Linked DNA regions of Zea mays: region 1 is linked to region 2. A link is a contact called in public Hi-C data. All regions are on one chromosome and are shown on one strand. The core of a region is the stretch at or near the end of the contact, and the rest is flanking DNA. Distances in the headings are between cores, read along the strand shown.

Region 1 (3,092 bases), core at 359-2,858, 220 kb after region 2:
AGGGGATGCAATCCGAAACGGTCTATGTGCATCAAAGTTCTATCAAATATTTATATTGTCTGATCACAAGAGCCGATGACTTGCATCGAGCATATTCCTTACTTCAGGAACAAAATAACTCATGAGATCTATTGTTTTTGAAGTGCGCTGGTGCTTTTGGTTCGCCGAGCTCTACCAAAAGCAGGGGCATGTGTTGAACACCAAAAGTGGTGAACGGTCTGTGCCCCCTCGATCAGATTGACTCGGGCGATTATCCTTATCTCGTGCATGGTTATCCATCTAATCACGCGGGATCTGTTGGTCATCGCCTAGTAACGGGTCCAGACTCCATATATATATATATATATATATATATATATATATATATATATATGAAATATATATATATATATATATATATATATATATATATATATATATATATGAAGGAGTACGACTGATTGAAAACACTTGAACATATTCTAATAGAACCAATTTACTTTCTTTATCATTCCTGCCCTAAGAGTAGATATAGCGTAGTTATAGTTTTAACTTTCCTCATATCCACCTCCACCCCATTCGACTCTACGTCTCCTATATTTGTCTTGGGTGGTCTGCCGACCCCAAGACGACCATGGGATCTTCCTAGATCCATCCTTCTCATCTTCTTCATCAACTGTCCATAGGCAATTCTATGCTGTCTCGGGACGTCCTCCAAACACGCTTAAATTTCTTACATCGAGTGGCCTACCAATCCGAAGCATCAACTGTCCGTAGGCAATTCTATGCCGTCTCGGGACGTCCTCCAAACACGCTTAAATTTCTTACACCGAGTGGCCTACCAACCCGAAGCGCCATAAGACCTCTCCCCCAGGGGCGAGATCTAGGTCGCATCGAGGAGGAAGAAGACTCTGCGCCATTGTGGACCGTCCAACCCAAAGTACGGACCGTCGGAGCGATGCAGAGAATGCGCTGCTCTTACGCCCAGGCTACGGACCGTCCGGCTCAGTGCCGTGGGCTGTCCGCACCGATGCAGAGAGCACTGCCAGTACTTTTAACAATGAATTAAGTAAAGTTAAAATATATAAAATATATTTTATTATAGATACTTTGATGCATAGTTAGGTACCGATGATGTTGTTTTTTTGAGAAAAAATGGCATAGGGAAAGGATGGAGAGGCCCCAAACCACGAAGCCACAACCACAATCAAATCCGGCTACTCACTGCCATCCGGGCCCCACACCTGAGTCAACCTCATTTCCTCTCTCCTCCCGTACATCGGATCCATACACCGTAGAACGCAATCCGCTCTCTGCAGAACATCGGACGCCCCACCGCACTATACACCGGGTCCATGCAGCCTTCAGATCGTCCACCTCCTGCTCCGATCGGGGAGGCGGAGCGTCGCTGCGGCGCCTACTGAGAGTCTGAGACCGACCCCCGACCTAGCCGCGGTAAATAAATACCCGACTTCGCCGGCGTCCGCGAGCTTCGAGAATACATCCTTCCCCGCGTTTTACCCTAACAACCTAACTAGCTGCGGTTCTCCACTATCACTCGCTGCTACTGCACCTACTTCCTTTCCGCTCTGGTACTGTTGCTGGCTTGCTGCTGCTCTTGGTGGTGGTGGTGGTGGCACCGAAACCCTAGCCCTTGCCCTCATGTCGCAGCAGGAGGCTGTGGACCCGCCTTCGGCGACGGACGAGCGGCTGGGAGGTCTACCGCGGAGCGGCTCCACCAGCCGCCTCAACGCGCAGGCGCCGGAGTTCGTGCCGCGCGCTGCCGCGGTTCCCCCTCCCCCTCCGCAGCAGAAGGTGGTGCGTTTGTTCGCGCCGCCTCCCCACGCGGCGTTCTTCGTCGCGGCACCCCGGCCCCCACCGCCCCCGTTCGAGTACTATGCGGCGGTTGCCACCGGTGGGGGTGGCAGGTTCGGTCCCCCCGCCGCCGCTGCAGAGCAGGAGGCCGAGGCTGAGCAGCCGCCGAGGGACGGGAGCTTTGATGACCCCGTGCCCAAGATCAGAAAGCAGGTGGGTGGATGCTCCTCCTTGTCGTTCCTTGTGATCCCTGATATGATAGACGCAATTAGATCACTAGATCAAGAATAAAACTAGCTCAATCTGTGACATTTTTGTAGTCTCACAAGTTGTTTGTGTCATCCGATGTGCTTTCCAGGAGTCTCACGATGAATGTAATTTGCTTAATTTGGAGCACTTCTTTTAGTCTCACAGATATGCTCGAACTGCCTTGAAAATCTGTTTGCTACTTTAGCCACTTTAGATGTGTTTGTATTGAACAGAAAGGCAAGCATTGTTTAGATCGAACTGCCTGCTTTTGTTTTGCCAATGGTAGTGTTAGTGTAGGAGGCTAGGAGCTGCGTAGTACACATGTTATTTAGTTGATGAGGTGCACAACTGCACATGCTATTTAGTTGAGGTGGAATGGAGGAAGGGGCAGAGCTGGGATCAGCTGACTGGTATAAATCTGGCAAATCATAATATCATATACAAAACCACCGTTTATGTACTCCGGCAATTGCAGTGTCTGGCTCTGCCCCAAAGTTTTGCTAGGCGCTAGGCGGAATCTAGGCGATGACCCTTAGCCTAGGGACTAGTCCAGCCTAGGCTTGCCTAGGCGATGCTAGGCGTTTTTCTAGGCATTTTGCCAACTTATATAATATATACATTTATAGATGGAAAATGGGAATAACAGAGGAGATGAGAGGAGAGAAGCAGGGGACGAGGAACAAACCTTGGGCTGTCTGCTGTCGCGCGTACAGGAGAGAAACCTTCAGCAAGCAGTAGCCGCCCGCGTACAGGAGAGAAACAAGATTGGGAGGAGAGAAGCAAGTTTTACCGCGTACAGGAGAGAAGCAAGCAGCTACAGGGGTCCGGCGTACAGGAGAGAAGCAAGCAGCTACAGGGGTCTTCTCTACCGCGTGTTTTCTCTCCTTCCTTCCTTTTCTGGCGTACAGTCCTTTTCTGCGCGCGCCAGCCTTTTCTCTACCGCGCGCGTCCTATTCTTTCCCCCGCGCGCGCCCTATTTCCCCCCCCCCCCCCCCCGCGCGCGACCTCCCCCCCCCCCCCCCCGCGCCATTTTCTCTCCTACGCGGCCG
Region 2 (3,080 bases), core at 217-2,716:
TCACCACCAGATCCAAATTCACACTCTCACCACTTTTTTTTCAGATTTTACAACCGCCCATGGCTCCCGCTCCTCCATGTATATCTCTCATTGTTGGCGTCGATCACCATCGTCACCATCCTTGGACGAATCGAAGGCAAGGCGGACTAGTAAGTCAGCGGATGCGCAGATCCATCCATTGCAAACGTAGATCTTGGAGGGGATGAGTCTTCATCGGATCCAGCAACGACGAAAACGGTGCACGTACGTACTAGTAGAAAATGGAGATCCTCAGATCCGGACGGACGCGACGGAGAAGACGAATCCGGCAAACTCCGGCGGCGGGCGGACCACGGTCCAGCTCTTGGTCTTGACGTCGAACACCCAGAGCGCGTGGCGGCCGCCCTCGCCGTCGAGCGCGCCGGTGACCACGACCTTCTCCCCGCCGCCGACGCAGACGGCGCGCGCGGTGCCGGCCTTGAGGCCCGGCGGGTACGGGCCGACCTCGCGCCAGCCGCGGCGGGTGCCCATCCACTCCATGACGGCGTTGCCCTCGATGCACCAGACGCGGCCGCGGACGACGACGTGCGCGGCGGAGGGCGGCGCGCGCACGCGGTCGAGCCTGCGCCACGCGCGCGCCGCCGGGTCGAACCACTCGGCGTCGCGCTCGAACCCACCCTGGCGCGCCGTGCGGTAGCCGCTGACGGCCAGGAAGCGGTCGCCGGCCACGGTGGCCATGCCGTCGCACTCGTCGCGCTCCTCCGACATGTCGGGCAGCGGGTCCCAGGCGTCGGCCCCGGCGTCGTACGCCTCGGCGGTCTTGAGCGCGTTCTTGTGCTTGTCGTGGCCGCCCGCCACGTAGATCTTGCCGCCGGCCTCGGCGCAGGCGAAGAAGGAGCGCGCCGACCGCATGGGCGCGGCGCGGCGCCACCGCCCCGTGGCGGCGTCCAGCACGTGCACGTCCGCCACGGGCTCGAAGGTGCGCGGGTCCCAGCCGCCCAGCACGGCCACGCGGGTCCCCACCGCCGCGCACTGCGCGAACACCGGCACCACGGGGGGCGCGCCGCGCTCCCGCCGCCACTCGCCCGTCGTCACGTTGTACACCGCCACGCCGTACGCCGGGGTGCTGCCGGGCCCGTCGTCGCCGTCCTTGGGCCCGTCGTCGCCGGACGGGTTCCCGAACTGCATCAGGTACACGAGGTCCTCGTTGGCGCCCGCCGCGGCGCGCGCCGACGCGAAGGCCGGCGCCGCGGCGGCGCTCCGCCAGCCGCGGCAGACCCGGCGCATCGCGCGGTGGGAGGCGTGGGGGACGCGCGCCAGGCAGTCCACGGCCACGTCGTCGGGGATGCCAGGGATCAGCTCCACATGCTCCTGGCCGCCGCGGCAGCCGCCTCCGCCCCTTGGAGCCCGCATCTTGCGTGCGAGATGAGCTTATCGCTTGTTCTCTTCCTCTCTCTAGTCGCTCTTGAGATGAGACGAGGGGAATGGGATGTGCTGTGCGGCCTCGCATAGCAGCTGCTAGGCGGTTAAATAGAGGAGTGCCCGTGCGACGTGGCGCTTGGTTATTGGACCGAACGCACAGCGAAGCCGATATAAAAACATTTAGTATAAAGCTGGTGTTTTCTGCCCGGTTTTGACGACGCCTTTTCTGTTTTTATTTGTCGTGGAAAAGTTTGCATCTTTAAGCTAAAACTACTAGGCCTAGTGGACTCCTCAAGCAGGCAGAAAAAAAAACACACACAGACACAGAAAGGATGGAAAGCTTGCAACCTACAGATGGGACCGAAACATTTTTTTTCTTGGTACATGTCGTCTGTGCAATGTCTAGAAGAATGGTCTGATCTTTTCTTTTGGGTGGTGTACAGCGTGTAGATGAGGTCGAGGAGGAGGATGCCAGGAAGGGAAGTGATGTTTCCGTTTGGCAGCAAATGGACGACGCAGGCTGCAAATTAAAGGTGACAGTGACACTGACCTGTGTAGAGCGAGTGGGCCTTTGCCCTTTGCCGCTCTCATAAACCACAAAACCATGGGTGCTGTCCAATTGTTAACGGCCAAATGGTCGGATTATTATTATTATTATTATTATTTTTTGCTGTGCCCGTGATCTCATCCGTGTGCAACAGTCGTCGGCCGCACATCACATGACAGCGTCTCCGGGGTGGGATGGCAGAGTTTTTACATTACAATTATGTTATCTTGCGGATTATTGCAGCCGTGGTTTAGACTTTTTTTCCCGCTGCTCCTGTGTCTGAGTTTCTAAGGGTTTCCTTGTCATGCAAGAATAAATATTTTCTTGAGACCCACTTGTGAATAACATGGGCAGCAGCGACAAAAAATGGAACCGGTCCATGATCAGAAGCTGAAAAATCGTGTGTGTACTACAATACAAGGTGAGCTGCTGCCAAGGGATGGATTCAAGTCGCCATGAACCGAGGCAAGGCAAGGCAGGCGCATTCGGTTGACCACGCTGAAACAGTGAAACCTGGCGGGCGGCGGACGTTGTGTAGCCGGTCCGGTCACACCGTCACATGTTCGGGAAGGCGGCCTCCTTCCTCGGTCTCGGCAAGGCAAGCATGGATTCGGGCGACTGATGATGCTCTCACGAAGCAAGTGCCACGGGAAATGCTAGTATGGTCACCCAAGTCCCAAGGTAAGCGGTGGGCGCGTGATCTGGCAGGGCCGCTTTGGCCGCCGCCGCCTGCCGCGCTTTGGCCGCCGTGAGAGCAGCGTATCGGCGCCAGTTTCTTGGATTCCATGGAAAAACGGGGCCATCCGATCCGATCCAATCCGTCCCCGCCCCGGCGAGCGAGCGAGCCCGTGACACACAGGCCCCAGTCCGACGCGGACTCGTACGCCGATCCTTATCTTGCTCCATGCCCATCATCAATTCTTGAGTCCTGGCGACAAGCATTTGCGTTTACTCGCACGCAGCGCAGCGTCGGAGAGTGTGTCTGGGGGGTGGCGAGACTGGGATGAATGAATGATTGATTGATTCGATGTGGATAAGGATGATGAGGCCACGCGCCAACGACTGGGGGAGGGGCCGGCGGCGCATGTGGCTGGCTGGTCACCCGCCGGGCGCGGGCGGGCCGGAGGCGGAG

The links. Hi-C and Micro-C count contacts between places; a contact is called where the count stands out from the background.
Region 1: a Hi-C map of ear shows a contact between it and region 2, with 2.1 times the contacts expected there. The contact joins the promoter of LOC100217316 here to the promoter of LOC103647976 in region 2. A contact is called at or near these places in 3 of 25 Hi-C or Micro-C datasets (bundle sheath, ear and tassel).

What each region holds. Positions count from the first base shown.
Region 1 is chr2:226,660,463-226,663,554 of Zm-B73-REFERENCE-NAM-5.0, forward strand. LOC100217316 reads left to right here and starts at 1,609. Exons shown (of 10, transcript NM_001359585.1): 1 at 1,609-2,007. The coding sequence starts at 1,642.
Region 2 is chr2:226,439,252-226,442,331 of Zm-B73-REFERENCE-NAM-5.0, forward strand. It overlaps LOC103647976 (F-box/kelch-repeat protein At2g44130-like), which reads right to left and starts at 1,467. Exons shown (of 1, transcript NM_001322111.1): 1 at 1-1,467. The coding sequence starts at 1,392. The coding sequence ends at 271. It overlaps LOC111590837 (a long non-coding RNA gene), which reads left to right. Exons shown (of 2, transcript XR_002749979.2): 2 at 1,845-2,211.